Linked DNA regions of Canis lupus: region 2 is linked to region 1. A link is a contact called in public Hi-C data. All regions are on one chromosome and are shown on one strand. Each heading gives the region's core, a stretch centred on a gene start, on an enhancer-like site or on the middle of the called end of the contact. The rest is flanking DNA. Distances are from core to core; before and after follow the strand shown. Region 1 has its middle 13 kb from the start of KRT42. Region 2 holds the start of KRT28 (keratin 28).

Region 1 (3,665 bases), core at 826-3,325:
GCGCCCTGGCCTCTCGCTGATACTCCTTTCACACAGTCCTGTGTACTCCTGACCCTGAGGCCCCCTGGGCCCCTGCTGAGCCCCCTCTTCAGACTCAGGGATACAGAGGCTGAGGCTTGGCTTCTCTGGCCTTGGCCCTGTGCTGAGGCTGCCCTGAACCGGCCTCACTCATCCCTGCCCTCCCTGCCTTGCAAGCTGGGTTCTTCCTGCTGCTGTCCGAATTACAGGGACCTGCAAGCAGGCAGGCACAGAGACCTCTCCCCACCTTCTAGAAATTGTCACAGAAGGACTTTGGGCAATGGCCTGGCCTTTCTGGCCTTGGTTTCCCTTTCCTGTAGAGTGGGAGAACAATTCCTGGCTGCCATGAGGTGAGACGGGTTGGAGGGTATGGAGAGGACTTGGGAACCCATAGGTGCGGGGAGCAGAGGCCTGTCGGTGTGGAGAGGGGGATGATCCATGAGGGGCCATGCAGCCCAACCCCTTCGGCTGTGCCCCAGTCCGCAGGGTGGTGGCAGGTGAGGGGGTGGGAACCATCCATGCTGCTGCTCTGGGGGTTTCCTGGGAGGTGGTGTGGTGTTGGGAGCATAGGAGAGCCAGGGGCCTAGGTTCTGGTCTGACTTGACTCAGTCTACAGGCCTATTTCCCCTCTGGACCTCAGTTTACCCTTTTGTCAAGGGGACCGTTGTGTTCAGGCCCCCCCCCCCCATGAGTTCTGAGGCTCTCTTACTTCTATGTTCTGCTAGGCCTGCATTGGTGTTATTTTGGAATCAGTTTCTAAATCTTAAAGATTGAGAGGCTTTCCAATCCCATCCAGAGTTCCCGCTTCCTGCGTACAACTGGGATCTGGCTGTTTGGGAATCCCACATTTGCAGGCACAACCTGGGGCAGCTCCTTGGGAAGGAGCCTCGTTCCCTGCCGAGAGCACAGCTCTTCTCACTGTGTACACACTGGAGGCCACTCTTGCCCACGAGCCTTAGCTCCCAGACCTGTGGGTCCCCTCACGCCCCCCTCCCCAGGCCCAGCGGCCCAGCCCATCACTTGCATGGGCAGGTCCCTTTTCTCTTTTGTTTTGCCAACTTAAGGCTTTGGAGGGCAGGTCTGGATTGGATTGGCATTCTTAGCTCATGTACTTATCCAAAGCGGAGACCTAGGTCTTGGGATTTCCGGGTGGTGTCTAGAGCCTCAGTCAGGGCCGAGGGATGGTGTCTGCTTGTGGGGAGATGGCTGTCTCCCACCTGGGACTATGTCCTTTTCCTCCCCATATTTCCAGTGGCTCATCCTGGCCACAAGGCCCTTAAAGTTAAGCTCCTCGTCCATCTAGGCCTAACTTCCAGGCTCCCCACCCCCAAATGCCCACACACATTGTGTTTTTTATGGCATGGCCTGTCCCCACACTCAAGCCCTTTCCTCTTTGGTCCCTGAAAACCCCCAGACCCTAAGTCTGACCTTTTCCACCCCACTGGAAAGCTTCCCTGCTCTGTGTTATTGAGGCTGGTCTTGGTGCTGTCTGTGGCCTCCTGCACGGGCTGTGTCCCTGATCCTGGGATGGGGCCCAGTCTTACCTCCCCAGTTTCCAGCACAGAGCCAGGGACACAGGAAGGGACTGATGCTGTGACAAGTTGCTGATGAGAAGTTACCAGGGGGCAGGCCCAGATTCTTTTGGCTGTTGCTTGGCCATTGCTGGGAGAGGGAGAAAGGTAGCCCCCACCCTCAGGGCCACCAGGAAAGGAGACCCCCCCCTCTTCTCTAATGCTATTCCTGGCCACGGCTCTGGGTTCCTGGGGTTCCTGTGTTCAGACCCCTCTTGGCACTCATGGGTGCCAGCCCTGGGCTGGGCAGTGGGCCTGCAAAGTGGCAGGAGCCCTCAGGGCCAGGGGCTCTCAGTTGGCCATGCTTCCCCAGCCCATGGCCTGACTCCCCAATCTCTCAGTTCGTGCAGGGAGAGTAGAAGCAGGGGAACCCCCCTGGGACTACCCAGGCTAGCTCCCGACACTTTACAGATGGGGAAACTGAAGTACAAGGGACTCAATCTGGTCCTGGGACCCTCTCCTGGGTTGTCTGGTCTGTCCTGGGGGTCGGGACATGGCAGTGCCTGCCTAGTTGGGGCTCCAGCTCCCCCCAGCCCCAAATCTGAGCAGGGGAGGAGCCTGCCCTACCCCCAGCATGCTTTACCTGGCCTGGCGTGTCCCAGAGCCAGCAGAAAGGTAGGGCGGCAGCAAGTCTGAGTCTGCCCAGCGAGCTGCGAGTCCTGGCGGGCCTTCCCTGCCCGCAGGCCCTGGGAGCCGAGAGTGAGGGCCCCACACCCCAAATCCTCTGCCTTCCCTCCCCACCCACACATTCAGCCTGGGGCCCAAACACGGCAGAGAGCCAGCTTCCCTCCTTGGTAACCAAGGCACAACACCCAACACTAGAGACTATTTGTCCTGCCAACACCGCACCCCAACCTGGGTCTACACACCCGGCTGAAGCCTGGCTTGGGGGGGGGGGTGAGGGGGAAGGGAGGGAGCAGGGGCCTTGTGGGTCTGGGGAGACTCACCCCTTCCCTTCCCAAGGCCAGGACAGCCAGGGCTTGTTGCTCTAGCAGCCTTTGATGGATGGTATGGCCCCCAACCCCTGAACTTAGGCTCAGCAGGATGAGGGTCTGGGACTGGGCCTGAAGCACAGGAGAGAAGTGTAGTTCTGAGGACAAAAGCCCTCCTGCGCCAGCTGGGTGATGGAAGGGTTCAGGGGAGGGAAGGTCTGACAGGGTCCATCTGTCCTGGCATGGGAAGGACTGCAGTTTGGCTGGCTCCCGGGCTGAAGCCAAGGGGGGACACTCCAAGGCAGGGGGGCTGGCTGGGTGGCTGAGTGGAGGAAGGTCAGGGCCTAGGGAAGTGTGGGTGGCGCTGGGAAGGGAAGAACGGGTTTTCTGGTCTTCACTGGCTTTGGTCTTTGTGGTCTAGGTCAGGGAACACGGGGAGATCATGAAAAGCAGACAGGGTCTCAGCCCCGGGGGACTGCTTGTCTGAAGAAGAAGTGTGGCTGCAGCCACAGGGGATCTCCCAGCCGAGGGAAGGACGCAGCCCCCATCCTGGGGAGTTTGGAACATCCACCTGGGATGACAGGGCCAGAGGACTGGGCAGGATCACTCAGCTCTGCTGGGAGCAGCGGCCTAATCAGGATCCCCTGGGACTTGGCAAGTGCTTCTGTGATTTGGGGACAGGTGAAACCCCGGGGTCTTTCTGCTTTTCCTCCCCAAGCGGGAGCACCTTCCCAGAGCCTGGTTAAAGCTGCTGTGACTTGACCCCTGCTTGTCAAATGCTTCCAGGTTCAGCAGTAGCTCCCCCCCACCTTAGCCCTGCACTGTGGGGAAAAGCCAGCTCCTTTAACAGAGGAGGAAACCGAGGTTCAGAAGAATGGCAGGTCTCTCGCAGGAGTCGCAGGGGGGCAGAGCATCATGTTTCGAGCACCTGACACTTGGGGATCTGAAGTGGGCAGACCCCCGGGCAGTGCAGGAGAGGGGCAAGCCTGACACATTCCTAATGGCCCTCTACGTCCTGAGGCCTGATGGGAGCCCCTCTCTTGGGCAGTGTCCCCTGCTTCAGTCCCCAGTAGGGAGGGTGGGGTGGGTGAGGCTCAGGGCCTGCTGAGGCTGCAGCTTCCCGGCCCACCCAGGCTGAGTCAGG
Region 2 (3,665 bases), core at 561-3,060, 820 kb after region 1:
AAAAGCTTCTTTCCCTTTCGTGTCACAAAATGTTCTTTGGAAATTTTTTTTACTCTGAAGGATGCATACACATTACACCAAAAATTTGTTTAACTATTATTTACAGCTAATAATCAGACACTGAAGAGATTTATAATTCTTCGTTTTAATATCCTAATTTTTTAATATTTCAATTTCAATAATTCAGCAACTTAAGAGAATAATTTCACAATTTAATATAACATGTTAAGACTATTGAGGGAATTATATAAAATAGGTATTTGTATGGGCGTAAATCATTTAGAGAAATTATTTGTATCTTAAAATAGACTCATGATGCCAGACTCTCAGTGCTATCTAGAACATATGCCAAATCTTCCTCTGGCATGTTCCTGGTGACTCTGAACAAATCGTTTAACATTTACAGCTCTCAGCTTGCCCCATCCGACAAAGGGGCTAAATTAGATAATGTCTAAGACCTTCTGCTGCTTTAAAAAATCCTACAATTTTGCCCAGAAAGTGCATTTAAAGGCCATGCCGATGACAGCCACAGTGCTAGCTGACCAGGCTTCAGACTGCTTGTACCAGCACAGTTCCAGGAGACACCCTGACTGTCCTCGAGGCAAAACAGTTTTATGCCTGTCTTCACCACAGAATCTAGAACCATAGAACCAGTCAAGCCCAACCAAATCCCTCCTATCCCTCCTTTTCCTGTCCTCTTCACCTGCTTCACCCCCACCTTCCTGGCAACTGCCTCAAGAGGAGGCTTCTCAGGTCAATTCCTGCTCACTTCTCCTGCCCTCTCAGCTAGACTGCCTCTCCCCTTCCCACACACATACCCAGTCAAACTCTTTGACAGAGAAGGCTAAACACGATCCAGCTTCTGCCTGACATTTCTTTTTTTGTTTTCCAACCATACATTTCTTAGAGACTGTACCCATATCTTTTCCATCTCTGAGTAATTTACCATCATGTCTTCATTTTTTAATTTAGCTTTGAACACCAGATATAGTAGCCATACATGTTAAATAAAGGAATCAGTTTATATCTACATTATTGTTCAAGGTAATAAATAGATGTTATAATCATAGTAAAACCAGAGAAGTTACCAGGATCATATTTTTTAAATGACACATTTATTTTTTGCTATGACAGGATAAAATATGTTTCTTTACATATTTATGGTTATTTTTTATGGTTACAATTAATGGTTCTCTTTTTTTAAGATTTTATTTATTTATTTATTTATTTATTTATTTATTTATTTGAGAGGGAGAAAGCATGAACAGGGGAGGGACAGAGGGAGAGAGAGAAGCAGACTCCTCACTGAGCAGGGAGCCTGACAGGTGGCTCAATCTCAGGACCCTGGGATCATGACCTGAGCTGAAGGCAGACACTTAATCGACTGAGCCACCCAGGTGCCCTTAATGGTTCTTTATATACCACCCTGGTAATTAAGACCCTACTGTAGCTAGTTGGTGGTACCCTATCACAATCAAACTTTTAACTTTATATCTGGTGCCAGGTAATGATGGTATATTCCTAGGGTCTAGATGAAAGTAAAGGATTACTCACCCAAAATTAGAAGTTAAAATAATGAACTTAATATAGACTGAACCCTGTTATATTTAAGATAACAAATATCCTGAAGCAATAGCTAAGGATGTTAGACATCAGATTACAAAAAAAAAAATCTAATTATACATAATTTCATGCTAATCTGGATGATGCCATTTTTCTTCTGGCATGCATAACTTAAATAGAAACACCCAATAATTGTGTATAAAAGCTCAAAGAAACCATCAGCACACAATATTCTGTTCACCTTTGAAGTTACAACTATCTTGTTACAGACAAGGTGAACGTTTCTCTTTCTGTCATGTCTCTCCGATTTTCTAGTGGGTCCAGACATATTTGCTTATGGTCTGGAACTGGATCTGCCAGGCCATCCAGTGGAGGCTCAGGCTTTGCAGGCAGCAATGCATGTGGCAGCTCCTTTGCTGGAAGTGGATTTTCCTGTGCCTTGGGAGGGGGCCTGGGCAGTATTCCTGGGGGGAACCATGCTGGTGGTGTCTTCGGAAGCGCTGCTTGTTCTGGATTTGCTGGAAGTGAAGGGGGACTTCTGTCTGGGAATGAGAAGGTGACCATGCAGAATCTTAATGACCGCTTGGCATCCTACCTGGATAACGTGCGAGCTCTGGAAGAGGCAAATGCTGAACTAGAGAGGAAAATCAAGGGTTGGTATGATAAGTATGGACCAGGATCTTGCCGTGGACTTGATTATGACTATAGCAGATACCATCTAATAATTGAAGATCTTAAGAATAAGGTGAGGAATCACAAATCTGAAAATATTCAAAGTATTTAAAGCTAAGAATTACCTAGCAAAAAGACATAGAACATGAACAGGAAATGCTTCATAACTGTTATCTGTCATTTATATTCATATTTATTTATTATTTATTTTCATAAATAATTCTTCCTATTAGTCAAAAATAAGCACTTTGATGCATGAATTTCAAGTAGCTTAAATGTTACTAGTTTTGAAATATATTCATTGATAAGAAAGTGTTGCATTCTAAAAGTTACATGAGTAGATAAGAGATAATCACATTTGTAATTTTTAGAAATTAAAATTCTAAATATTTTGGTTGTCACTTGAGGAAATGAGATATTTTAAAGATTTTATGTATTTATTCATGAGACACACAGAGACATAGGCAGAGGGAGAAACAGCCTTCCCCCACCCCCACCCCCTCACCCCCACCCCTGTGGGGAGCTCCATGCAGGACTCGATCCCAGAACCCCAGGATCATGACCTGAGCCAAAGGCAGACAATCACTGAGCCACCCAGGTGCCCCAGGAAATAAGATATTTACGCAAAAGTTCATTGTGTCACATTTTTTATTTCCTGAGATAACAAATTATAAGAGCAGGCTTATTTGTTGTGTCCTCCCTTTTGATTTCTTCTAGATTATCTCTTCCACTACTGCTAATGCTAATGTAATTCTACATATTGACAATGCCAGACTGGCTGCTGATGATTTCCGGCTAAAGTAAGTGATAGAAAACAAACACTCTCTAGAAAAAGTTTCCTGTCTGTTTAATATGTTAAGTAAAATTTCAATTTCATCCCGAGTAAAATAAACTATAAAAGATTAAGGAAAGTAATGCATGTTATAATACAACAACACCCTATGACACAAAGCATGTTATTACAATCAGCTATACTCACAGTTTATACATGTTTATTACATTCTTGGGACAAAACACCACTGTATATGAATAGCGCCAAGCACAGCTCGTAAATATGCATCAAGCAAGGAAAAATAGTAACGAAAATAAAATTCTAAAATGGCATATTTTTATTTAATCAGGATCTGCTATCAGAATTTGTATCATTAAATAACTGCCAATTTCCTTGCATCGAACTTGGTAAAAGGAGTGGAGGAAGGCTATCACTGTATGCTTTTATGACATTTTGAGTCCCAATTCAATTTCCAATGTGCCGCTGAAAGCAATCAAAGTTTTATTTTATTCTACCTCTTGAAGTAATCTAACTTGTGCTGAAATTCATTGAATGCTCCCCAAGGTACGAGAATGAGCTTGCCCTTCACCAAAACACAGAGGCTGACATCAACGGGCTGCGGAGAGTCCTGGACGAATTGACACTCTGCAGGACTGAC

The links. A called contact is a pair of places that touch in the nucleus more often than the background predicts.
Region 2: a Hi-C map of amygdala shows a contact between it and region 1, with 8 times the contacts expected there. The contact joins the promoter of KRT28 here to the enhancer-like site in region 1. A contact is called at or near these places in 4 of 9 Hi-C or Micro-C datasets (amygdala, blood and skin fibroblasts).

The regions. Positions count from the first base shown.
Region 1 is chr9:21,004,651-21,008,315 of UU_Cfam_GSD_1.0, forward strand. No RefSeq gene overlaps it. Among named protein-coding and RNA genes, the nearest start is that of KRT42, 13 kb to the right of the region's middle. Within about 2 kb of position 2,076, at least 5 of the 20 cell types and tissues checked have an H3K27ac peak or open chromatin away from gene starts, as enhancers often do.
Region 2 is chr9:21,825,101-21,828,765 of UU_Cfam_GSD_1.0, forward strand. It overlaps KRT28 (keratin 28), which reads left to right and starts at 1,811. Exons shown (of 8, transcript NM_001346072.1): 1 at 1,811-2,308; 2 at 2,953-3,035; 3 at 3,572-3,665. The coding sequence starts at 1,859.